7 separate regions of the Mus musculus genome follow, and regions 1, 2, 3, 4, 6 and 7 are each linked to region 5. A link is a contact called in public Hi-C, HiChIP or PLAC-seq and promoter capture Hi-C data. All regions are on one chromosome and are shown on one strand. The core of a region is the stretch at or near the end of the contact, and the rest is flanking DNA. Distances in the headings are between cores, read along the strand shown. Region 1 overlaps Rora (RAR-related orphan receptor alpha). Region 2 holds the start of Ice2 (interactor of little elongation complex ELL subunit 2). Region 3 holds the start of C2cd4b (C2 calcium-dependent domain containing 4B). Region 4 overlaps Anxa2 (annexin A2). Region 5 holds the start of Rora (RAR-related orphan receptor alpha). Region 6 holds the start of Anxa2 (annexin A2). Region 7 holds the start of C2cd4a (C2 calcium-dependent domain containing 4A).

What was found. Promoter capture Hi-C pulls out the DNA fragments that hold promoters and counts their contacts. Hi-C and Micro-C count contacts between places; a contact is called where the count stands out from the background. HiChIP or PLAC-seq counts read pairs in DNA pulled down with a chosen protein or histone mark.
Region 1: a contact with region 5 is called in a promoter capture Hi-C map of liver, with 2.4 times the contacts expected there. The contact joins the enhancer-like site here to the promoter of Rora in region 5. A contact is called at or near these places in 5 of 39 promoter capture datasets (the 3T3-L1 cell line, hippocampal neurons, liver and 1 more) and 4 of 115 datasets of contacts at active chromatin or transcription factors (craniofacial prominence, embryonic midbrain, forebrain and 1 more).
Region 2: a promoter capture Hi-C map of liver shows a contact between it and region 5, with 7 times the contacts expected there. The contact joins the promoter of Ice2 here to the promoter of Rora in region 5. A contact is called at or near these places in 3 of 39 promoter capture datasets (hippocampal neurons and liver), 3 of 115 datasets of contacts at active chromatin or transcription factors (embryonic forebrain, fibro-adipogenic progenitors and stem cell-derived neural progenitor cells) and 1 of 9 other capture datasets (pancreatic islet).
Region 3: an H3K4me3 HiChIP or PLAC-seq map of embryonic limb bud shows a contact between it and region 5, with 4 times the contacts expected there. The contact joins the promoter of C2cd4b here to the promoter of Rora in region 5. A contact is called at or near these places in 3 of 39 promoter capture datasets (embryonic stem cells, liver and stem cell-derived epiblast-like cells) and 1 of 115 datasets of contacts at active chromatin or transcription factors (embryonic limb bud).
Region 4: a Hi-C map of uterus shows a contact between it and region 5, with 4 times the contacts expected there. The contact joins the enhancer-like site here to the promoter of Rora in region 5. A contact is called at or near these places in 3 of 39 promoter capture datasets (the 3T3-L1 cell line and hippocampal neurons), 2 of 484 Hi-C or Micro-C datasets (muscle stem cells and uterus) and 1 of 115 datasets of contacts at active chromatin or transcription factors (embryonic forebrain).
Region 6: a contact with region 5 is called in a promoter capture Hi-C map of liver, with 6 times the contacts expected there. The contact joins the promoter of Anxa2 here to the promoter of Rora in region 5. A contact is called at or near these places in 5 of 39 promoter capture datasets (cranial neural crest, hippocampal neurons, liver and 1 more), 1 of 484 Hi-C or Micro-C datasets (embryonic stem cells) and 2 of 115 datasets of contacts at active chromatin or transcription factors (astrocytes and neural tube).
Region 7: a contact with region 5 is called in a promoter capture Hi-C map of embryonic stem cells, with 4 times the contacts expected there. The contact joins the promoter of C2cd4a here to the promoter of Rora in region 5. A contact is called at or near these places in 4 of 39 promoter capture datasets (cranial neural crest, embryonic stem cells and frontonasal cranial neural crest), 2 of 484 Hi-C or Micro-C datasets (both in embryonic stem cells) and 3 of 115 datasets of contacts at active chromatin or transcription factors (embryonic stem cells, forebrain and stem cell-derived neural progenitor cells).

What each region holds. Positions count from the first base shown.
Region 1 is chr9:69,370,093-69,373,233 of GRCm38.p6, reverse strand. It overlaps Rora (RAR-related orphan receptor alpha), which reads right to left. Exons shown (of 11, transcript NM_013646.2): 6 at 1,898-2,019; 7 at 13-145. Among named protein-coding and RNA genes, the nearest start is that of Gm15511, 7.4 kb to the right of the region's middle. Within about 2 kb of position 1,698, at least 6 of the 459 cell types and tissues checked have an H3K27ac peak or open chromatin away from gene starts, as enhancers often do. A contact at or near this core is called in liver, where this site is marked.
Region 2 is chr9:69,396,610-69,399,452 of GRCm38.p6, reverse strand. It overlaps Ice2 (interactor of little elongation complex ELL subunit 2), which reads right to left and starts at 1,455. Exons shown (of 16, transcript NM_145618.3): 1 at 1,400-1,455; 2 at 366-507. The coding sequence starts at 406.
Region 3 is chr9:67,757,717-67,760,986 of GRCm38.p6, reverse strand. It overlaps C2cd4b (C2 calcium-dependent domain containing 4B), which reads right to left and starts at 1,550. Exons shown (of 2, transcript NM_001081314.2): 1 at 1,471-1,550; 2 at 54-1,303. The coding sequence starts at 1,263. The coding sequence ends at 241. It overlaps M5C1000I18Rik (RIKEN cDNA M5C1000I18 gene), which reads left to right and starts at 757. Exons shown (of 2, transcript NR_153961.1): 1 at 757-1,839; 2 at 1,944-2,274.
Region 4 is chr9:69,476,007-69,479,128 of GRCm38.p6, reverse strand. It overlaps Anxa2 (annexin A2), which reads right to left. Exons shown (of 13, transcript NM_007585.3): 4 at 2,982-3,076. Among named protein-coding and RNA genes, the nearest start is that of Mir3109, 21 kb to the right of the region's middle. Within about 2 kb of position 1,493, at least 76 of the 459 cell types and tissues checked have an H3K27ac peak or open chromatin away from gene starts, as enhancers often do. A contact at or near this core is called in muscle stem cells and uterus, where this site is marked.
Region 5 is chr9:68,652,216-68,655,485 of GRCm38.p6, reverse strand. It overlaps Rora (RAR-related orphan receptor alpha), which reads right to left and starts at 1,700. Exons shown (of 11, transcript NM_013646.2): 1 at 1,514-1,700. The coding sequence starts at 1,679. Gm31325 (a long non-coding RNA gene) reads left to right here and starts at 1,695. Exons shown (of 2, transcript XR_379584.1): 1 at 1,695-1,761; 2 at 2,078-2,419.
Region 6 is chr9:69,452,252-69,455,536 of GRCm38.p6, reverse strand. Anxa2 (annexin A2) reads right to left here and starts at 1,854. Exons shown (of 13, transcript NM_007585.3): 1 at 1,798-1,854.
Region 7 is chr9:67,830,839-67,833,821 of GRCm38.p6, reverse strand. It overlaps C2cd4a (C2 calcium-dependent domain containing 4A), which reads left to right and starts at 1,492. Exons shown (of 2, transcript NM_001163143.1): 1 at 1,492-1,572; 2 at 2,020-2,983. The coding sequence starts at 2,063.

The DNA.
Region 1 (3,141 bases), core at 449-2,948, 720 kb before region 5:
CAGCACACATACCTGCTTTTAGAAGCACAATTTGATCATTTTGACACAGCTCCATAAATCCATCAATGCGTTTGGCAAACTCCACCACATACTGGATAGCTTCTGTAATCTTGATGGCACACAGCTGCCACATCACCTCTCTCTGCTGTGAAAGAGGAAGGCACATTAGCATAAGACTAGCTGGGAACCCTGGTGCAGCCAGCCTCGGGCTGGCTTCCTAGTTTGTAAAAAGCTTTCTTTGGAAATGGGTTAAAAAAAGATTATAGGATTAAAAAAAAATAGTCTCTGTTACTTAGGTTATAAAAGCCTGCTTCCGTATCCTTTCTGCCTACTGAGATTCCTAGCTTACAGTTTGAAGGTGATGGAATGGAGGGTGGCAGCGAGGTGGGGGGTAGAAAGTGAGGAATATTATGGATGTATGGGGCCAACAGCTCAACACAAGTCAGGAGAGCAATATACATTACTGCTTAGCTGTGGGCTACACAGTAAGACAAGGATCTTCTTTTTCATGCAGTTAATTTATTTTAGGGAGTTTACCCATGCTCTCCTTGGAGGAGGGGAGGGAAGAAAAGGGGTACCAACCACATTTTTTTGTCTGTACCCCCTTATGTTTGATAACATCCCTGTTTCATATCATACACATTGTCTTCTATTCAGAAATGACATCAAAACGCTGAGGCTTCTCAGCTAGTAGTACAGTGTAAGAGGAGCTGAGGTCGAAACCCTACTTCTCAAGGCTTGCTGGTTCTCCTCTGTGGCTGGGATGATGGGGCTACTTTGCACTGAGAGGCAGACTAAATGAGCTGTTGCCGGTCCCTTCTTCCCTCCCACTCATCACAGTGTCCTGGGGCTTTTTGCTTTGCTCCTCTGCTCTTCCGATACACCCTGTTGTTTAAGGTTGGTTTAAGGTTCTTTCTAATAGTATGATGGGGATCAAACCCTGGAGTTGAGTCACATGAGGCCATGGTGTTAATGCTCTCACTGCGTGGTCACAGCCAAGGGATGACAGTTTTCTTCCATTTCACAGCAAAGGGAAGGATCCACCTCTATCATCTCCATGGTCCTTCCCTAGCCCGACTTTCTATGATCACTGGAAAACGCCTCCATATCTTCTCTTTCCAAAGGCAAAGTGAATAAGTACCACCACCCTACCTGCAGCTTACCCTCACACTTTAGTGACCCCATTGGTCATTATCGTTGAGAGAAAAGCAAGTAGGGTCATCACCTGTCAGGCTCCGTTTTGGTTCTGAGCAGTTATAGCCAGACTTTCCAAACCTCATTCTTCTCCTTCTTTATTAAAGCCATTTTAACTTTGTGTGTGTGTGTGTGTGTGTGTGTGTGTGTGTGTGTGTGTGTGTGTGTGTGTGTAGCACAGAGGCTCAGGTCCCCTGAAGCTAAAATTACAGGTGAGCTACTTGACATGGGTGTTGGGAATCAGACTCAGACCCTCTGGAAGAGCAGCAAGTGCTCTTATCCAGTGAACCATCTATCTCACCAGCCCCACCTTTGCCCACAATCTCTAGCCAACTATTTGTTAATCTAGAAGCATGTAGCATGGGGCTGAGAGTACTTTCCTCAATTCTTAGACCTCAGAATCTTTTTCTGTGGCATCAGGACAAATCCTCACTCGTGGAGGCTTTCGGAAGCTGCCCGATCCAGTTATCCCAACTGGCACAAAGGAAGGACTTACGAAACACAATAAACTTTGTTCCAGCTGAACTTTCACACGCTAGCATCTCAGGAAGACAACAAAGCTCTGGCTGTAAGATCCTGATCAGAGACTTGAGCTCTGATGCAGGACAGTCAGCCTTGGTCTGTCTGGACTCTTGAATGAATGCCCTTCTCCCACCCCCACCCAATGTTGCCTCAGTGGGAAGAGAAAGTCCTCCAACTCTACCTTGTTCTGGTAGTTTTCAATCTCCTCCTGCAGGAAGGTCTGCCACGTTATCTGCTGGAGCTCTTCCCGCAAGTACTGGCAGGTTTCCAGGTGGGATTTGGATATGTTCTGGGCAAGGTGTTCTGGGGAGAAAACAGGAGATCACGACCATGAACAGCCACGTTATTTTAGGAGCCAATAATACTCTTCTGCCGGTGTCATCCACCTTAAAAAGCAACTCACTTAAAGCAATGTGCTGACATTTGGTTTCCTTTGTATAGCTAAGGAAGATGGAAACCGCCTGTGTTTGTGCCCCAGGGGATGGAGGAGAGAGGCTTTGCAAAGCCAACAAGACTGCTGGAAGTATGGTGGATTCAGAGACTTGAAGACCTTGGCCTTGTCATAGGCTTTCTGCCCGTGTCTGGAGATGAACATGGGTTAGGCAGGAAAAATGAAAAACAGCCTCTTCTTGGCTTTTTGTGCTGTCCTGACAAAAGTGGGTCTTTAAAAGCCAGGAAGTTATGTAAGTGTGCACATGTCTGTGTGTGAGCACAAGAGCATACATCTTTTTATTTCTGCAGTATGTGTATGTGTCTCGAGTGTCTTCCTTAATTGCTCGCTCCCCTTGCTCCCTGTCCCCCCCCCCTCCCCCATGGTTGGGTCTTTCACTGAACCTGGAGCTCTTTGATTAACCTAAACTGGCTGGCAGTGAGGCCCTGGGCCTGCCTCCTCCTCTTCCTCCTTCCCGGGGCTGTACTTATACCATGCCCAGGGGTTTGGTTTTGTTTTGTTGTTGTTTTGTTTTTGTTTGTTTTGTTCTTCCTTTCCCTTTCCCTCTTCCCCTTCCTTCCTTCCTTCCTTCCTTCCTTCCTTCCTTCCTTCCTTCCTTCCTTCCTTCCTTCCTTCCTTCCTTCTTTCCTTCCTCTCTCTCTGTCTCTCTCTGTCTGTGATACATGGGTTCTTAGGGACCAAACTGAGGTCTTCATGTTGTAATGGCAAGCACCTTTTTGATTGGAACCTCTCCCCAGCTGGAAAGATGCCATCCTTTAATGATGACAACTAGCTATTACCTTTGCTTTGCTAGCAAACATCAGGACACACATTGCTGAGGCATGAACAGATTTTGTACTAGTTTGGCAGAGAGAGAGAGAGAGAGAGAGAGACAGACTGACCCTGGACTGAGACTGCCTGGGAGTATGTCTCTGCCTTGCTGTTTCTGAGATATATGACCTTGGAAAGTTGTTAACCTTTCTGTACTTTGCTTT
Region 2 (2,843 bases), core at 206-2,705, 740 kb before region 5:
AGTGTTAGGTTGTCATTTTAGGAATTGAAATCTTTCCAGCTAGGGGGCTGGAGAGATGGCTCAGCAAATGTCCTGAGTTCGAATCCCAGCAACCACATGGTGGCTCACAACCATCTGTAATGGGATCTGATGCCCTCTTCTGGTGTGTCTGCAGACAGCTACAGTGTACTCATATACATAATAAAAAAAATCTTTAAAAATCAGTCAGCTATAACTCAACAAACTTGGTATATGAACAGGGTAATTTCTGAGACCCTGGTGGCTAAAAATTATAAAATCTCTCCAGGCCAGAAATCTCCTTTCCTATGATACCCACCATCCCCAGCTTGTTCCTTCACAGTGGATCAGGAAGAGGACCAACTCACCAGTTCAGCCTTGGTTCACTCATGGTTATGCTAGAGCTCATCTTCCTAGAATTCTCCTTCACTCTAGCCCACAATTATTTCAGCTGGGCAGTGAAGGCTCCCAGAGAGTGAGGGTCGGATCCTTCCTAGAGTCTACAGTTAACTGAAGACAAACAAAAGGTCAAGATCAAACCTATATCACCTTGGGTCATAAAAAGCCTTTGCTTGATTAGCATCTACCTCAAGTGACTAAAACACACAGGCAGGCAGAACGATTCTTTGTAGCAAAGATCCGTTCCCTTTAACTTATGCAAGGAGTGTTAGCCTCAACATTAGCTGAGTTAGTAAGACCCCAAACCAGAAGGGTGCCCTGTGTTCTCGCATTGTTTACATTATGGCAGGGCTGTCTTCCCTTCCCCTCACTCCCTTACCACCAATACAAATCGTGTTTCCATTTCCTCTAGTTATATACAGCTATGGAGGCGGTCTATGACATGCGATGCACACAGAAAAGGCTCTCTGGATCCCAGGGACCGTGTCCTTTTCAAAGAGAACTTTGCACTTGTGACACTCAGGTGCGAGCAACTCCAGAAAACAATTCACAGGCACCTTTAAAGGTGTCATCGGAATTAACGCTGTAGCTTGACTTCTTCACTCACGCTGGGTGTCTGTCCCTGTCATCCCGTGCGGCCTTGAGATACTTAGGAGTCCAATGCAGGAACTGGCCTCTGGGTCCCTATGGGGTCTCAGGGGCGTCCCTCTCCGCCTACCACCTACCTCTCCTTTCCCCTGAGTGTGGGGCTGAGGGGGAGGGGAGGGAACTACAGAGAAGCAAAGGGAGACAAAAGTATCGGGGAAGGAGAGGGGTCGAATGAGGAAAGCCTTAGGGCCTGTGAGGGAAGCCGCCGAGGAAGACACGTGAGGGAAGCCGCCGAGGAAGGCCTGTGAGCAAAGTCCGGTGAGGCGCTGCCTCAGACCCGCGTCGCCATGTTCCCTCTCCCGCCCCTCGCGTTCCCGACGAGCCGGAGTCGGCGCGCAGCCGCCTTTCCGCCCACCTCAGGGTCCCAAGCGGCTCTGGCCCCCGAGAAAAGCCGACGCTTCCACACACGTTTTGTGCTGAACTCACTGCTGCCCGCCTACGAAGGCCTCATTTAAAAGCCCCGAGGGCGCCCGCACGGCCGCGCGTGATGACGTCACGCGAGCGCCGCGGGACGGGCCTGCGCGCGAATGCAAAGGGAGGACTGGCCACAGTGTTAAGGGACCAGGTAGACCCAGGCTGTAACTTCAGGCTTCCCTCATTCTGATCCTGACTCGTCAGTAGTTTTTATGTGTGTGCTTGATTGTCTGTCTGTCTGTCTGTCTTAGAAATAGTGTCTCAAGTAGGGCAGGTTCACTTTAAATATCCTATGTACTCCAGCCAAGGCTAACCTTGAACTTCTCATCCTTATGACCCCCACATCCTGAGTGTTGGGATTACAGACATGCACTACCACCACACCCCATGTATACGGTGTTGGAAAGGGAACCTAATCTTTCAGGATGACAGGCAAGCACCCTACCAAGTTACATATTCAGCCCCTATCATCAATTTTTATTACATACAGATAAGGGTTTTGGAAAGGTCTAAATAAGACAAAGAATGAAGCTATATTTAGCGCACTACTCAACACATACTAGGCTCTCATTACACCCAAAATCTCCACTCCACTCTCTTTTTCATTTTAGAGATAGGCCAATGTCTGCTAGTGGGCCTTCGAGTCTCTCACGCTATTCTTGCAGCAATTCATTAAAAAGAGATGGATTAAGCACAAATATTTTCTGTTTGGTGTTGAGTGCAAGAAGGACCAAAACTAAAACCGGCTTTTCCAGAACTTCTGATTTTTGGGACTCTAAGTCATCGTGTGTAAACGGATCAAAAAAGAGAGTGACGAGCCACTTTAAGTGTTACTGGGGCTGGAGAAAAGGCTTGGTAGTTAAGACTGTTTGCTGCTGTTCTTCCAGAGGACTCAAGTTCAGTCCTCAGCACCCACATGAGGTGGCTCACAAACATTTGTTATCCAGCTCCTGAGGATTTGGTACCTACCCGCTGCCCTCCTACCTGCTGCCCTCCGAGAGTACCCAAACACATGTGGTACACACATGGAGACATTTAAATAAAAATAAATCTTTTAAGACAAGATGTTGTGGCTAGAACCATAAATGATGACCCCCTTTTAAGCTGGGTGTGGTGGCGCACGCCTTTAATCCCAGCACTCGGGAAGCAGAGACAGGCAGATTTCTGAGTTCGAGGCCAGCCTGGTCTACAGAGTGAGTTCCAGGATAGCCAGAGCTACACAGAGAAACCCTGTCTCGAAAATAAATAAATAAATATTTAAAAATAAAAATAAATAAATAATAAATAAATAAATATTCCCCTTTCAAGTTTACTCATCTTAATCTTCCCTCTTTCACTTGCTTGAAATATCTGATTCTCTTCTATATGTCTTTTGTGTATTTTCT
Region 3 (3,270 bases), core at 301-2,800, 890 kb after region 5:
CTTTTGCTTCCAAAAAGCGATCAGAAAAGTGAAAAAACATCAATGCTGCAAGATTATAGATAGAAAAATAAATAACTTTTATTTTGTACAAAAGGGAAAGTGCACCAGAGCCAAAAGGCTGTTGTGTGTGTCCCGGGGATAAGCCACTGTCAAGAGGCCTTGAGTATCTGAGGGCCAAGAGTCTCTGTGCATCTCAAGGCGACTCAACCTTAAATGTCCAGAGCACCAGGGAAGCCGCGCTCATAGCAGTAGCAGAGAGCCCAGCAGCAGCTCGCCCTGGCCCAGCGGTCGTCCGCGCTCCAGCCCGCGGCCCTTGCTCTCCGCCTTGATGCGCACGGCCAGGCGGCGCAGCTGCTCCTCCGGGAGCCGATCGAAGCAGCAGTCCTGGTCCAGGGCGGCCTTGCGGCTGCGGCGGACCACACTGGCGCGCTGCTGGCCCGACGGCCTCAGCACCAGGCTGAGGCGGCAGCCCAGGGCGCGGGGCTCCAGCGCGGCGGCCGGGCCCTCAGCGCGCAGCAGGCGGAGGCGGAGGCAGGCGCTGCGCGGACAGTACTCGGCCGCCAGGCGCAGCGTGCAACCCCCGCGGCCCAGAGCCACGCTGGCTTCAGCTTGCAGGCGCTCGGGATCCGGGCTGCTGGGGACCGGGGGCGCGCAGGAAGCGGCGCGCTCGTGCTCGTCGCCGCGGGGCGCGGGGCGCGCGCTGGCCCGGCCGCGGGGAGCCCGCAGCGCGCGGCTCAACAGACCATCGGGGGCGCGGAGGAGGCGGCGCATACGGGGCACTGGAGCGGCTGGTGGGGTTTTGTCCAGGTCGCGCGGGGCGCCGAGCTCAGAGTCCGATGCTCGGCGCGGACTCGCGTAGGTGTGCGCACGGTGGCAAAGTCCCAGCCTGGGGGTGCCGGGGTGGCCGAGGAAGAGCGACTCCTTCCGGCGCGTGTGCGGGCTCTCGAGCAGCGCGCAGAAGCCGTAAACGGTGCGCGCGCGGGGCAGGTGCGGCAGCGAGAGCGCAGCCTGGGAGCGCGGGTCCCAGTCGGTGCGACCCGCGCAGTCTTCGTCACTGTCTTCGCGGTCGTCAGGGATGCGCGGCCACAGGTCCGGTTCGGCCGCGCAGCGCCAAGGCAGTGCGGCAGCGGGAAGCGGTGATTCGAGAGCGCCGGGGACCTGCAGCCGCGGGGGGATGCAGAACTCTGGGATGCGGCCCGGGGTGAGCACGTTGGAGAAGGCAGGCTCAGGAGTGGAGGAGCGAAGTCGACCGAGAAGCTTCATCCTTCTAGCTTATGCCCGAGCGTGGCGGATACACGAGCGTCTGCAACACAGAGAAAAACTGTTGAATTTGGGCTCCTGAAGTCCAGTGGATCCCTTCTTTGACCCTCTGGAAGTACCCACAAATCTAGGGCTCCGGGTCAGCACGAATCAACCTTTGGAGCATCCTCATGGTAACAAACTATATACATGAATATATAGAAATCAGACCTTTTCTTCTTCAGTCTCGCTGGGTCCGACTAGTCGCAGGAACGAAGCAGGTGACGTGTAGTTCACAGCTAGGGCTCCACCTTCAGCACTGCAGCTGTGACAGTGGCGCTCCAAACTTATACCTTAGTGGAAGTCACGCCCAGGCTCCAAGAGGCCAATCCGAAGAGGTAACAGACCGAACCCGCCTTTCAGCCGTCCCTTCCCACTAAATCTCCAGCTGCTAGCTGTATAGGTGTCGCAGGAGCTGGCTCTGGGACTTACATTGGCTGTCCCTTTGCTGGAGCGCCATTTACAGATGAGTAAAGGGCATCCTGTCACCATGCGAAAGAGAATTTGGTAGTTCAAAGTGTTTGTGGCCTCTCAGAGAAGGTGAGGAAGGAGGAAGAAACGTGAAGTTGAATTTAGCAACTAAGTAAATCCGATCCTTCCACTGGGCACCTGACTCATAAGCTCCCCTGGGTTCTATTTTTCAGGATGCATACCTGTTTCCAAGCACAGACTAAACTTGGCATGTCCGTTTAGGATGGGGTTATGTGCAGAACGTTTTGCGAAATTGAAAACGCATTAGTCCGCCTACGTTTAACATATCCAGACTGCTTGGATTCGACACTGGACTAAAAGGTTGGAGTAAAGTGGTTGCATTCACTTTAATTCAAAAATCGTAGATACTGACTAAGTCCCGGGTCAGCAGCTTAGTTAGCCTCTGTCTCCCTCTGCTGGACTGTCCTTGATATCACCATGGTCTGGGCTACCTGATGCCCTAAGTACTGGTGATTTGGGTAAATAAATAAAGTGCAAAATCCTATGAATGACTTGGGGGGAGATTTTGGGCAGATCCCTAAAAATACTTGATTTTCCAAAATTACCCTTTTCTTTCTGCCCTAGCCAAACCTATCCAGAGGCAGGGGGTTGGGGTGATGGGGAAGTGGAGGTCGGTGGGGATAGACAGGGGGACCTTACAGTTAATCCAAAGACACTCTTATTTTCTGAGATAAAGATGAAATGAGGCCGGCATGGTGGCGCATGCCTTTAATCCCAGCACTCGGGAGGCAGAGGCAGGTGGATTTCTGAGTTCAAGGCCAGCCTGGTCTACAAAGTGAGTTCCAGGACAGCCAGGGCTATACAGAGAAACCCTGTCTCAAAAAACCAAAGTAATAACAATAATAATAATAAAAGAAAGATGAAATGAGGGTTTGGGGAAGCTCCACGAAGGCTAAAGAGAGCCTCTTAGTATGGAGATCTGCTCTGTGTCTGCCATGTGCTACTTCCCGGGGCTGAAATGCCTCTTCTTTGTTTTGTGTCTTCTAAGGGGGTGGGAAATTATGAATGACCCCCAGGACTCACACACAGCAAACAAATACTGCTACTGAATCACATCCCCAGACCTACTGAGTTATTTTGAGAGAGGTCCTTGCTAAGGTGCCCAGGCTGTCCTTGAATTCAGTGTAACCCAGGCAGGCTTTGAACTTGCAGTCCTTCCTGAGTGCTGGAAATACCGGCAGAGGCCACCAGACACAGCTGACTTTTAACTTTCTGTATGCATCAGCCCTGACAGGAACTGTTGGGACCCTGCAAGCCTCAAGAGGGGCAGGGGAAAGATCCATGCAAGAAAAAGACTGAAACTTGAGTCAGCACCACCTTTGAAAGTGGAAGAGTTTGACCCCAGGGTTGATTTTTATCTTACGTTTTAAATACAGTAAAATGTTGGAGAAAGGTTTCCGGGTGACATTTAGAACAAAGCTTTAGGCATAGTGACATAGGAACTCCCTAGCAAAGTAGGAAAGCGCCTGTGACCTTTAC
Region 4 (3,122 bases), core at 244-2,743, 820 kb before region 5:
GGACAGTGTCATCATCACGCCACTATCATCATGAACACACAATTTTAATAAAGTCGGAGGTCTGAGGCAGCACTCAGATATGTAGACAGATATCCTTAATTCAGGGTGGCTCTTAAAGATATTTCCTCGGCGACTGGATACTCACCAGCCATGGGAATGGACTAGGCCACAGCTGCACTGAACTGAACTGCATTTATTTTTATGTGGGGTGTGCGTGTTGCATGTGTGTGTGTGTGTGTGTGTGTGTAGGAGCATATGCGGGTTAAGGTCACAGAACAAGCTTAGTTGTCATTCCTCAGGTGCCCTCCACTTTCTGATTGAGATAAGGTCTCTTGTTGGCCTGGAACTTGGCCCTGTAGGCTGGCTGGCCAACAATTTCTGAGGCTCCACAAGCCTCTAAAGGTAACATACAGCAAGTGTCAAGAAAGTCAGACCTGGCATGGATGCGAACAAGCATTAGGCCCAGCCCATTCACCTCCTCCTTCTGGCTGCTGATGCCCTAACCATGCATGGGAGGTAGGAAGGTCTTTCTAAAACAACACATACCAATTATAACACCAGCTTTCCAAATTGGAACCCTGAGGTTAAGTGACTCCCAACTTGGTCTGTCCTTGACACTCCCCCTCCCGCCCCCACCCCCATCTCTGCTCTCACCTCAGGGGACATCTGGGGCACCTACTGGATTTTTCCACTTTGACTTGAATTGCTCAGAATGCCCAGTATAGGACTCAGCACAAATAAAAATCCCAGAAGGGATCAATAGAACAACAACTGTTCTCTGCATAGAGAAACCTTGTGTCTAGCACTAGTTTGAAGGGACAAAGCATAAAATGCAAACTTCCTCCCTGTGTCCCTCTTTTACTAGCTGTGACAGTATCTGCAGCAGCTCACCACCTGGGCAGGGTCCCTCTGTCCCTCTAGACCAGTGGTTCGCAACCTTCCTAGTGCTGCAACCCTTTAATAGGGTTCTTTGTCCTGGTCAGAAAGGCCACGGTGATCCCAGCCACAAAAGTATTTTTGTTGCTACTTCATAACTGTGTGTTTGCTGCTACTCTGAGTCATCAGGTAAACATCTGTTTTCCGGTGGTCTTAGGCGAGTCCTGTGAAAGGGTTGCTCAACCCCTGAAAGAGATCATGACCCACAGACTGTGAACCACTGCTGCAGACCAGTCTTGACAAACAGTGCACCTAAAACAATACTAGGACGTCCTTTTAGAAAATTACCTCAGGCAGTTGCGGCATCTTCCTGTGACAGATAATCACCCTGGACCATTAAGTATCATCAGGGCAGTGGGCTGTCCTTAGCACGCGCTAATGCCTGTGTGTTTGCTGACCCTTCTCATGATTCTAATAATGTGTTTACTCCAACAGGCTCTGCAGGATCTGCGTTCTCCAGCTACCTAACATGAAGCCAAGCTCAGTGTGCACACACAGTTCCAAGGCCACACTGAATGAGCAGTTATTTCCTTCAGTCCAGAATAGTGGATCTCCTGTTCCAACGGGAACTTGGCTCTTGCAGCTCTCAGATCCTTTGGGACAGCCAGAGACATAAAACACTCCCTTCTGAGCCTCACTGCAGAAGATTAACACACGTCATCCCGTGAAAGGAGAATTGTAATGCATGTGGGATGAAGGGAGCTAGCTGCTTTCCCATTTACGTCCTTTCCCAACTGCTTTGGAGCACGGAGGACAGAGCTTCAGCCAGGCTTGACCTGGAACTCCCAGGACCTGGTGGTCACGCCAACTCCAGGGACACACAGTTTCTCCTGGCATTCTTTCAGGTCAATGCTACTGTAGCGGGGAGTGAAAGCCTCAAGTCAGGCGGGAGCCGCATGAGGTCACCCTGATGGCACTGTCCGAATATAAGTCAAAAGCTTTTAATAGCAAAGCGTTAGAGATTAAGTAGCATATCCTTAAAGGTAAAATGTCCTAGTGCTGTGGGAAACTAAGGTGGACAAGACGGGGCCTGCTTTAGCCACGAGTGGACGAGCAAAGGGAAAACACACACAGAAAACTCCATAAACACTAGGAGCGAAGCCTATTGAAGATAGCAGGCTGGACCACAGCACTTCAGCCACGATGAATCTGATAAAGAAGCTGTGTGTGTGTGTGTGTGTGTGTGTGTGTGTGTGTGTGTGTGAGATTTAGAGCTCTCTGAATCAGCTAAATTGACTGTCTGGGGAGCCCCAGGAATCCTATCTAGCGTCCCTAGCACTGGGGTATTTAGCTCTTTTAACGTGGATGCTGAAGATTGAACTCAGATACTCATGCTTGTGTGACAAGCACTTTACCAACAGAGCTGTCTCCCCAGCCCCTCAGTGTAAATGAGAAGCACACGTTAGGACTCACGCCCAGTGGAGGAAACCATTCTGAAATTACATTCACAACATCTGACGAAGAAGCCAGAGAAGCCATGAGAGGAAGTGAGTTGCTACCTAAGCACAGCAATGACAGAGTCAGCACATAACCCGTGGGACCATTGCTTCTCTTCCTTGTCGTCTATTCCAGAATGCCTCCCTCGTGTGTTCCAGGATGTCACCTTTCCATTCTACCTCCCACGGCTGTACCTATGAAAGCAGCAACCCTCTCAAGGATATAAGAGGGAAACCTTGGACATCCAAGAGTTCTAGAAGGATCCTTTTGGTTAAAGAAGATCCACAACTCACAAAAAGAAAAAGTAATGTTGGACGGGGTAGGGGTGGAGAATGGGTTAGCAGGTAATGGTGCTAAATGTAAAAAAAAAAAAAAAAAAAAAAAAAAAAAAAAAAAAAAGCCAGATGTGGTATCCCCAGCATTTCTGTGACAAGATAGAAATTGAAGACAGGGGAATCATCTGGAAGCTTTAGGGCCTGCCACCCTACGGTATGCAGGGCAACACAAACAAGGGACACACACACACACATATTAATTAAGAACAGAACAGGCAATATCTGAGAACATTAACTCAACAAGGCCTGCCCTCCACACTAAGGTTCCAGTACCTTTTTGGTCCTTCTCTGATAGGCGAAGGCAATGTCCTGCCTCTGCACATTGCTGCGGTTTGTCAGGATGTTGACAATGGTGACCTCATCCACTCCTGTGGAGAATCAAGTTATGAACAGTTACCCCACCACACGCTTTAG
Region 5 (3,270 bases), core at 451-2,950:
GAATACTGTAAAACAGCCAGCACATGATCAGCCATGTTCCTACCTCCAACTAACACATCCAAGAGGAAGGGAGGGGCTCTCGGTCCCCCCTTCGTCTCCCCACAGACCCCATAGCCGCCAAACCTGGCTGGAGAGATCCACTCTGTCCCAAGCCCCTGGGTGGCTCGCAGGAGCCTGCTTCCTCCGGAGTGACAGGCGTGATTTATACATTATTTACAACAGTAATTAAAGCTGCAGCTTCCTCCTGCTCTTTGCAAACTCCAGGAGCATTCAAATAAATAATCCCCCACCCCCGAAGGAGGGGGTGGGGATCCCACAGCAGCTTCTGACACCTTTAAGAAAGAAGTCAGCTCCCCCCACCCGCGCTCCCCCGGTTAGACCACTTTTGGAAAACGACCGGAGAGGAGCAAGCACCCTTGTCTCCCCAGGTCCTCTCTTTCACACACTCCAGACACCAACACAAAATGAACCAAAGGCCCAGGAAGGGCTGCCTCCTTAGCCCTGGCCAACCAGCACTCAACTCCGATCAACCCCAGGTTCCGGCAGAAACGCTGGGCATCGCGGCGAGCGGAGGATTCCCAGAGCAGAAATAAGTTTGGGTGCTTTTCTCGGCTTTCTCTCTCGGCTTGTTTGCCTCGCAGCCGCTCCCTCCAATCGCGCGTGGAGCGCCCCACTCCACCATTGCCCTCCCTCCGCGCGCTGCACACGCCCCCTGCCAGCCTCCTCTAGGACTGCGGGCTCCGAACCCACGGCTACAAAGTTGCGCTTCTTCCTTTTGCCCGGCGGGGAAAATCAACTCCACAACATCCCGCGCGCTGGGACCCGGATCTCTCTGCCTTGTCCTCCAAGCCTACCCCCAAGAGCTGCAGAAGAGAAGCTGCCCGCGTCGCCCCCCTTCCGCCCCCTGAGACTTCTAGGTCTCTCACTCCTCCCGAACCTCCAAGCTTTTCCGGGAGAGGGAGGATTCGAACACTTCTCGATTCCTACCGCGGGGTGGTGGGGATGGGTATGAGGGAAACTGTCAAAAGCAGAAAAGGTAACCGAGAAAGCGAGTAGCCACAAACAGACCCCCTCCCCCTTCTTAAAAGGACACTACCGCTTTAAAAGTTTCTTTACCCCCACTCCCCCATCTCGGTTTCTTTTTGGTGGGGGGAATCGTATTTAATTTGGATAGCTCTTCTTTGCAGAAAATAAAACATGCAATCAAGGGGGAGGTGGGGTTGGAGTCGTCTGGCTGTCAACGCTCGGGTCCGTCCCCCATTGCCCTCTCCCGCAAGCCCAGCACTGGCTTGCAAAAGTTTGCAACATTTGTGGGGGGCCGCGGGGGGAGGGGCGGGGGTGCCGGTCGCTCAGGGCACCACGATAGGCTCGCGCGCGCGTGCACCGGTCCCGGGGACCCCGCGTGTCGCCCGCTCCCCGAGCGCGCGCTCCCCCGGGGTGCCTGGTCCCCTCCGGGCTCGGCGCACCGCTCCCGCCGCCCCCCTGCCCGGAGCCTGGTCGCAGCGTCTCCTACCTCGGCTGGAGCTCGCATAGCTCTGCCTGCGCCCCGCGCCCGGTGCCTCGCTCTTGCGGCCCGTGTCCTGGGTCAGCGGGGTCTCCCTGGAGCCCGCGGCCGCCTCCGAGCCGCTGCTGCCCGGTTCGCTGGCGGCGGGGTCGGGGGCTGCCGGAGCTGACTCCATGTTTTTTTTCCCAATGTAGAGATCGGCGGAGATGGCGAGCTCCGAGACTCCCTCTATCTTCTGTTTTCAGAGCGACTCTATGGTACCAAAAAAAAAAAAAAAAAAAAAGGAAAAGGAGACGGGCGAGAGCAGGAGGGACCTAGCCAGGCGAGAGCGCGAGCGAGCGCGCGAGTGGCGGTGGACGCGTGTGCGGCCGAGAGGGGACGTGAGGCGGGTTTGGCCACAGGCAGCGCTAGCGAGAGCGTCTCCAGCCGGCCCCCGCACCCACACTCTCCACCCTCCAGACCCCAGACCGGGAGCTACACAAGGCTGCCAAATTTGGGAGGTGGAGAAGAGGGAGGGAGGAGAAAGATGGGGTGCCTCCTGCGCCCCGATCCTCCCTCTCCTCTTTAACCCAGCTACAGAAAGGATCGGTCGGCGACGTGTGGCTCTGTCTACTTTTGAGATTCCCTCGGGGGCAGTAACTCGGTGTCTCCTATCCGCAGCCAGCTTGGGAGGAGGAGACAAATCCGGTTATCCGCGTTGGGGCACTCGCTGGTAACTGCAGCTCTCTGCAAGCTCGGTCCGAGGCTGGGGAAAACTAAAAGGGAATTAGAAGCTGACTGACAACCCTCTGGAAGGAGGAAGGTGGGAGGACCAGACGACAAACTTGGCGCTTTTTACTTTGGGATGGGACAGTCTGGGGTTTCCAGTCTTAGATATGACTGAGTCTAAAATAAATTTTGTGATTGTAGGATGCATATGTCTAGCCAGTAACTAGTGTTATGGGAAGAGGTCTCTTTCAAGCTCTTTTGCCGTGTTTTTTTTTTTTTTTTTTTTTCCTCCATGAAGGATCCAGAAACTGTTTGGCAGGCCACTATTTTGTGAAGAAAACTTTGGTCAGTTTGGTGAAGGACTTCTGAACCCATGAAAGGGGCCTAGCTGCATCTGAACTCCAGTGTGTCTGCTAGTTTCCTATTCCCACTGGTATTTTTGCTATTAAATGCACAGGCTCATCTACAGCAGACAGACATCCTGGAGAGGTATTAATAACGTCTGGATAATAAAAAAAATCCAGATAATTAACGAGTCTTATCTTTATAAGGCATGATTCTGAGCTTAACTCCCTTTGGAGCACACCCATCTACTAGCTGATACTTAAGGAAAGCTGAGAATTAAGTGCTTACCTCTACCCCAAACTCCAGTAGGAAATATCAGCACTAATAGGCTGGGTGGTGAATATCCTTATGTGAGAGCTGGCTTCTCTGTCTCAATAATGAAGCCACCATTTCCTTTTATTTCTGAAGATGCTAATGAAATCAGTTCATTTTTACACCCCCACCTTCCTTCCAGAAAACCTGAAAAATTTAACAACACAAATATTATTATCTACCAGAAGGTGGCAAAAATAAGTGTGTTTCAGGGGTGTGCGGTGGGGGGAGAATGGGGAGACATTGTACTTTGCTAATTTTCTGGTTTGGAAAATGCTTTTTTTAAAAAAAAAAAAAAGGATAAATCTAGTTAAATAGTTTAAGAAGGCTCCTCCCACACCCCCTGCCAGTTGCTGTTGATTGGTTATGTGGATTGGATTCAAGCACACAGTGATCTTTGC
Region 6 (3,285 bases), core at 605-3,104, 800 kb before region 5:
CTCTCTGCCCTGGTCTCCTCTGCTGGCTCCAAGTTCCCTGACTCAGATCCAGAGTGCTTCATACTCTGAAAGGAGCAGGAAGTGGGTGGGACTGCAAGTCTCCAAAGCCAACCTAACAGGTCAAGGGACACAGGCTGCAAGACAGTGGGAGGAATGCAGGAAACAGAAACGGGAGAAGGGTTTCCAATTGATAGGATTTATGATTTGATCAAGACTATCTTTAGAACTAAGGGAGAAAAAAATTGAGCCCCACATCAGTGATTTATTCTTCCTACCCACAGATCACCCCTCACCCTCCCCAGTTTGCATTCTGCTCCCCTGCCTTTAGCCAGAACTCGGATACACTGCAAATTAATCTTTTTCTGGTGCTAGCTTGGGATTCCAAACACATTCTATAGCTTTGTTGGGGTTGGGCAGGGAAGTGGCTTCCCGAGTCCAAGTTGCAGACCCACCTAATTATACTCCTGAGTGTTTCAGGCTGAGGATCTTGAATTCCAAGAGTTTATGGTTGCTTTTAAGGGCTGGAGTTGAATATGGCATAATAGTTCACACATGAATAGCTTTTTCAAGTTCTGGGAATGAAGTTCAACCTACTACGGTACTCTACCAATTACCAATAAGCTTGATCGTGATCATAAGCTCATGGTTTTTTTCTTTTCTCTCTCTCTCTCTCTCTCTCTCTCTCTCTCTCTCTCTCTCTCTTTTTTTTTTTTTTTTTTTTTTTTTGGTAGTTGGGTTTTTCCCCCTACAGGAATCTCACTTACTATGTAGCTCAGGTCGGATTCAAAAGGGATCTTGCTGCTCCAGTCTTCTGAGTGTTGAGATTACGGCTCTGTCTCAAGTAACAGTTATTTTGTTGCCTTTGCTTTGCTTTTACATTTGCATGACACTGTTTCAGTACGCTTTATTTAGCTATTTTTGAATGAACTTGTTTTCGGAAACCTTCAATAACTCAGTGTGAGTGGCGCTATCAACAGCAGAGTTCGGAAACCACTTTCATAGATAAAGAAACTTCTCCAACCACAGCCCTCCGCGCCAGCTTTGGAACCTGAGGCCCAGGAACCACGCCCTTTTCTATAGACCCTATCAACTGATTCATGGTGGCATCAGCACAGTCAAGGCAACGTTCCCTACAACCACCCGGGGACACTTCCTTCTGCACACATTCTAAGCGAGCCACAAACTCCCCAGAAGAAATGAAGTCTGAGGTCGCTGACCTAGCAGACAATCTAGCGTTCATGACGAAGACTGAGTTGAGATTGTAAAGAAGGGCACCCAGTAGTCAAGACTTGAGGTTCTGGTGCCCCCTGGACCTCCCCCAGGTACCCTGCTCCGACTCCACAAAGGCACGTCCCTCAGTTGCAAGGAAATTCACCTGAAATTGCAGAAGTTACGGTCCAGAGTGAGAGAACGCAGTGCGGAAAGCGAAGTGGGACTTCTCACTGCTGGGCCGGAGGCTCCCCCAGCGGCCACACCCAGTCCCCCTCCTGACATCTAGCACGTCTGGAATGCCGCCCCCTCGGCTCCCCGCCCCACAAAGGGTCTCCCCGTTCCGAGGAAACCTCAAGGGGAAGCACGCCCCGACCCCTGCGCCCCGACCCCTCAGGAGAGTGGCATGCAAAGAGCACGGTCACTTGCGGGACACTTTGCAACTCTGTTGCAGGGCCTCGCAGATCACCGGGTGGAGTGGGTCCCTCTCCGTGCCTCCCGGGGTCCCCATCGCCGGAGCCTGCCCGCTCCCCGTTCAGCACCGCAACCCCGAGGCCATAGCGGGCGACCGGGCCGCGCCCCACTTACCTGGGCCGGGCACGTATCGCTGAGAGCCTCCCTTGAAGCGGAGCAGCCCGGCTGGGCTGGGTGGGGCTTTTATACCCGCCCCATCCTCCCAGCGCGAGGCCGCCCCACATCCCCTCCCTCCCCGGCCTGTTCCCACCCTGCTGGGTGACTCATCCAACTTGGAACGTAGCCCAAGCCCAGTCCTGCCCTACGTGACAGCTCCACCGCCTCCCCAGGCCCTACAAGTATCCACCCATTTCCCCCGCCCAAATCCCCTTACTCCTAGAGTACAGGGCCCTGCTCAGGCTGGCTCTGGGTTATTAAGATTTCAGCTGCTTGGCTTGCCCAACTCACTTCTTTTGCTTTTAAAAGGCTTCTAGGCAGCGAGGTAATGGAGGGTAGAATTGTTTCAAGGCGCATATATTTGGATTCCTCTGAACTGGGCCGTTGGCACCCAGCTCTCCATCACTGTCTGCAAACATATTAGCTTAACCTCTGGTCACCAGCTGGAGCAGTGTGAGGAGGGTGTTCGCTTGGCCCTGCTTTACACAGTCTACTCCGCCTTGTAAATCAAAGCGGAGAGGCCTCTAACCAGCTAGGGAGACTAAGAGGTAAGGCTAGAAGGTACCTCCTTCCCCCAGTACTCCAATACACCCCAGGTCCTACGGTCTTTTCCTAATTGTAGGTTATTGAAGGTTTTTCCCCCTTCTCATTCCTTGACAAACTGTTTCTCTGGGTCATATTGTTTCTTTTCTAGCTTGCTTTTCCAGGAAACAACGCAGTAGTGAACTGTGTTTGTGGGTGACTGTTCACACCGCATTAAACTTCAAGCTAGCAAGAGAGCTGGAAATACCTTAAACACTAGTTTTGGTTCTTTTGTTTTGTTTTGTTTTGTTTTGTTTTTGTTTTTCAAGGCAGGGTTTCTCTGTATAGATCTGGTTGTCTGGAGACTAGGCTCGTCTGGAATCAGAGATCTGCCTGCCTCTGCCTCCCCAGTGCTGGAATTAAAAGTGTACACCACCACCGCTGCCCAGTCACACTAGGTCTTTCAACTCCGTCCTTGCAGAGTCTACCTCTCTGCTTTCTCTAGGTTCTAACGATTCTCTTCCATCTAGTTGTGTGTGCTTGTGGTTCACTCGTATCACACGTGGTCACGTGTATCACACATGACCTGCAAGGCGCTGTCAGCCTCTAGGATGCTGTCCCTTCAGAGCACCCACCTTGGCCCAGCTTGTTATTTGAGACAAGGTATCTCTTTGGCCTGGAGCTCACAAATTAGGCAAGATTGGTTGGCCAAAAAGCCTTCTACCTGAACTTGGAACAGAACTCAGGTTCTTAAGCTACAAGATCTTAGGCCACTATCTTCCCAGCCCTGGTCCCTTCTGATATCAACATCTGTTTATACTTTCCACTACGGTCTCAATTCACTCCTAGGAACCAAAGGATGACAGTTAGGGGAAGAGATAGGCACAGTGCCCACTGTCACATAGACAGGTAGCTGTGAAGTTG
Region 7 (2,983 bases), core at 243-2,742, 820 kb after region 5:
ACATGAATGATCTAAGGAGTGTTTAAAGTACTGACAGCGGACAGAACAGCTAACATTATGCACATCTGGTCCTATGCTAAAGTGTTCATTTGCATTGCATATGTTATCCAAGGGCAAACCCACACTGTGTATTATTGTGGTCTTTACGTTGGATACCAAGGCTCAGAAACACTCAGTAACCTGCTCATAATAAGCTGCTCATAGTAAGATACCTGTCTGCCGTGAATTCAAAGCCAGTGTTCTTAATTTCTGCCACTGTTCCCACTCTCATTGAAAGTAACCAAACTGATGCCACAGAACACTAGAACAGCAGAACTCACTGCTTGTGTCTTTAACATTTGCTATGTTCCATTCACGTTGCGTAACAATATATATTACTCCCCTAATAATGCATTTACTACTCATTAATGGGCATTCCTTTCATTTCCTTCCTTAGTGACAATGGGTAAGTTATTTAACATCTGAAGTGCTGGGGGGAGGTGTTTGTTTATAAAACATGGATAATCCAAATTTCCTAAGGTTTCTGTGACAACTTTATAGCACATTACCTGTATGTTCTGTATGCAAAACACACACAGGACATGCCCCAAACAGAACCTCCCCCCCCCACTTGCCTAAAGTTGACTAACTCATTCAACACTGCTTGAAGAGGCCATTAATTTGCAAGGCAGCTACTCAGAAATACCCTATGTCCATACTCTGATCCAGATGTTTCGGAATCTCTTTCCACTCGAGCTGCAAGCAACTCTCTTAAAGGATAAACACCAGTTTTCAAGAGAAAGGATGGAGGTCTCAGATAGACACAGTGTGCAAAGGTCAGATATGGCTAGTGTGTGTTTCCAAAGGGACGATACCAGTGGCTGGATGTGTGGAGTATAATTGAATCCCTAGTTAAAAATTAGCATCCTGCTTAAGAAGGCTGTGGTTTTTTTTATTTTAAAATATATATCTTAAGTGTACACTGGATGATTTCTTTACATAGGAATACACCCCTGTAACCCCACCCAAGACAAATATGTAACGTTTCCGGAACCCCATAACCCCCACCACCACCCAAGAGTGATTTAAAATCAACAGAGAAATGACCTCTAAAATCAGAACAGAAAGCAGAAAGTTAAAAAAAAAAAAAAAAAAAAAAGGCAATGCTGGCAGCAAGAAGGTGGGAGATGGGAACGGCCATTTGGGTAAGACAAACCCGATTTCTGGCTTCTTTCCAATGGTGCGTGCAGAGTGCTTCTGTGCACTCACGTTCATTTTGCCCATCCGTCCTCACAAGGACTGCGACATGGTCCACACTAAATCTTGTTTTCCATGTGAGGAAACAAACTCGTTCAGGGTTTTAGAGAACAGCTCCAACCACAGCAGAACTAGCTGCAGGATCAGCTCAGCAAATCCATCCACGTGGCAGAGGGACCTGGGAGGGCCAGGCGTCAGGTTACCAAGCAGCAGCGTGACAGCTCGTATAAAAGCCCGGACCAGCTATCCTGGAACATCAGGAATCAACTCTGCCGCGCTCTTTTGAATTTCTCCGCGTTTCTCCGGGTTGGAAAACCATCTGACTCTGAATACCAGGTATATGAATGGGAATCCAGTTCCCTCCTGGGTGTTAGACCCAGGTGGCCCGAAGCTCTCTAGAAGGAGAAACCATTTCTGGGGTGTGTGTGTGTGTTCTCGCGCAGAACTAGAGTGTACTAGACACTTAAGGTTTCAGGAAATGAGTGCACAAATGATCAAAGCAAAGCGCCTCTTGGAACTAGGGACAGAGGCGCAAGTTAGAAGACAAAGGTAAAGAGGTAGGACGGAAAAGACTGAAGCAAACTGCAAATCTACCTGGCATCTGACTAGAGACAGGGTGGGCGATATACGATTGTTTTTCAATCTGTAAAAACAGTTTGTAATTGTGGTGAGGGATGCATTTTGTCTTGTAAGGCTCAGGACAGGACGATGTCAAAGAAAAGAGACAGAAATTCCTGCTTTCCTCCAGACTGTCTCTGACTGGTATGTGTTTATGTGTTGCAGGCAGCCTGGAACAGGATCACAGGGTTCAGACACTAGCGGCCAGATGTGGTGTCTGGAGCGGCTCTTGCGGGACCGAGATGGGTTTCTCCCGGGGCGCGTCCACCGCTCCAAAGCTCGCTCATCCGCTGCGTGCGCAAACGTGCTCACTCCAGACCGCATCCCAGAGTTCTTCATCCCGCCGAGGCTGGAACCTAGCACGGCCTGGGCTGCGCTGCGCGAAGCCTGGGCTGCAGACACGGAGGCCGACGACGGCGCGGGCCGCACAGACTGGGACCCGCGCTCCCAGGCTGCGCTCTCGCTGCCGCACCTACCCCGCGCGCGCACCGCTTACGGCTTCTGCGCGCTGCTCGAGAGCCCGCACACGCGCCGAAAGGAGTCGCTCTTCCTCGGCCACCCAGGTGTCCCGGTCCGCCGGCCTGGGCTTCGCCACCGCACGCACACCTACGCGAGCCCCCGCCGAGTCCCGGACGCTCCGCGCCCTGCCCCGGGCGACCCAGACGCTGCCCGGGTCCCGACGCCCACTCCTGCTCCCAGCAGACGCCGCCTCCTACGCTCCCCGGGCAAGCTGCTGAGCCGCGCACTTCGAGCCCCTCGACGTCTGGCCAGCGCGCGCCCCCCGTGCCGCGGCGACGAGCACGAGCGCGCCGCCTCCTGCGCGCCCCCGGTCCCCAGCAGCCCGGATCCCGAGCGCCTGCAAGCTGAAGCCAGCGTGGCTCTGGGCCGCGGGGGTTGCACGCTGCGCCTGGCGGCCGAATACTGTCCGCGCAGCGCCTGCCTCCGCCTCCGCCTGCTGCGCGCTGAGGGCCCGGCCGCCGCGCTGGAACCCCGCGCCCTGGGCTGCCGCCTCAGCCTGGTGCTGAGGCCGTCGGGCCAGCAGCGTGCCAGTGTGGTCCGCCGCAGCCGCAAGGCCGCCCTGGACCAGGACTGCTGCTTTGACCGGCTCCCGGAGGAGCAGCTGCGCCGC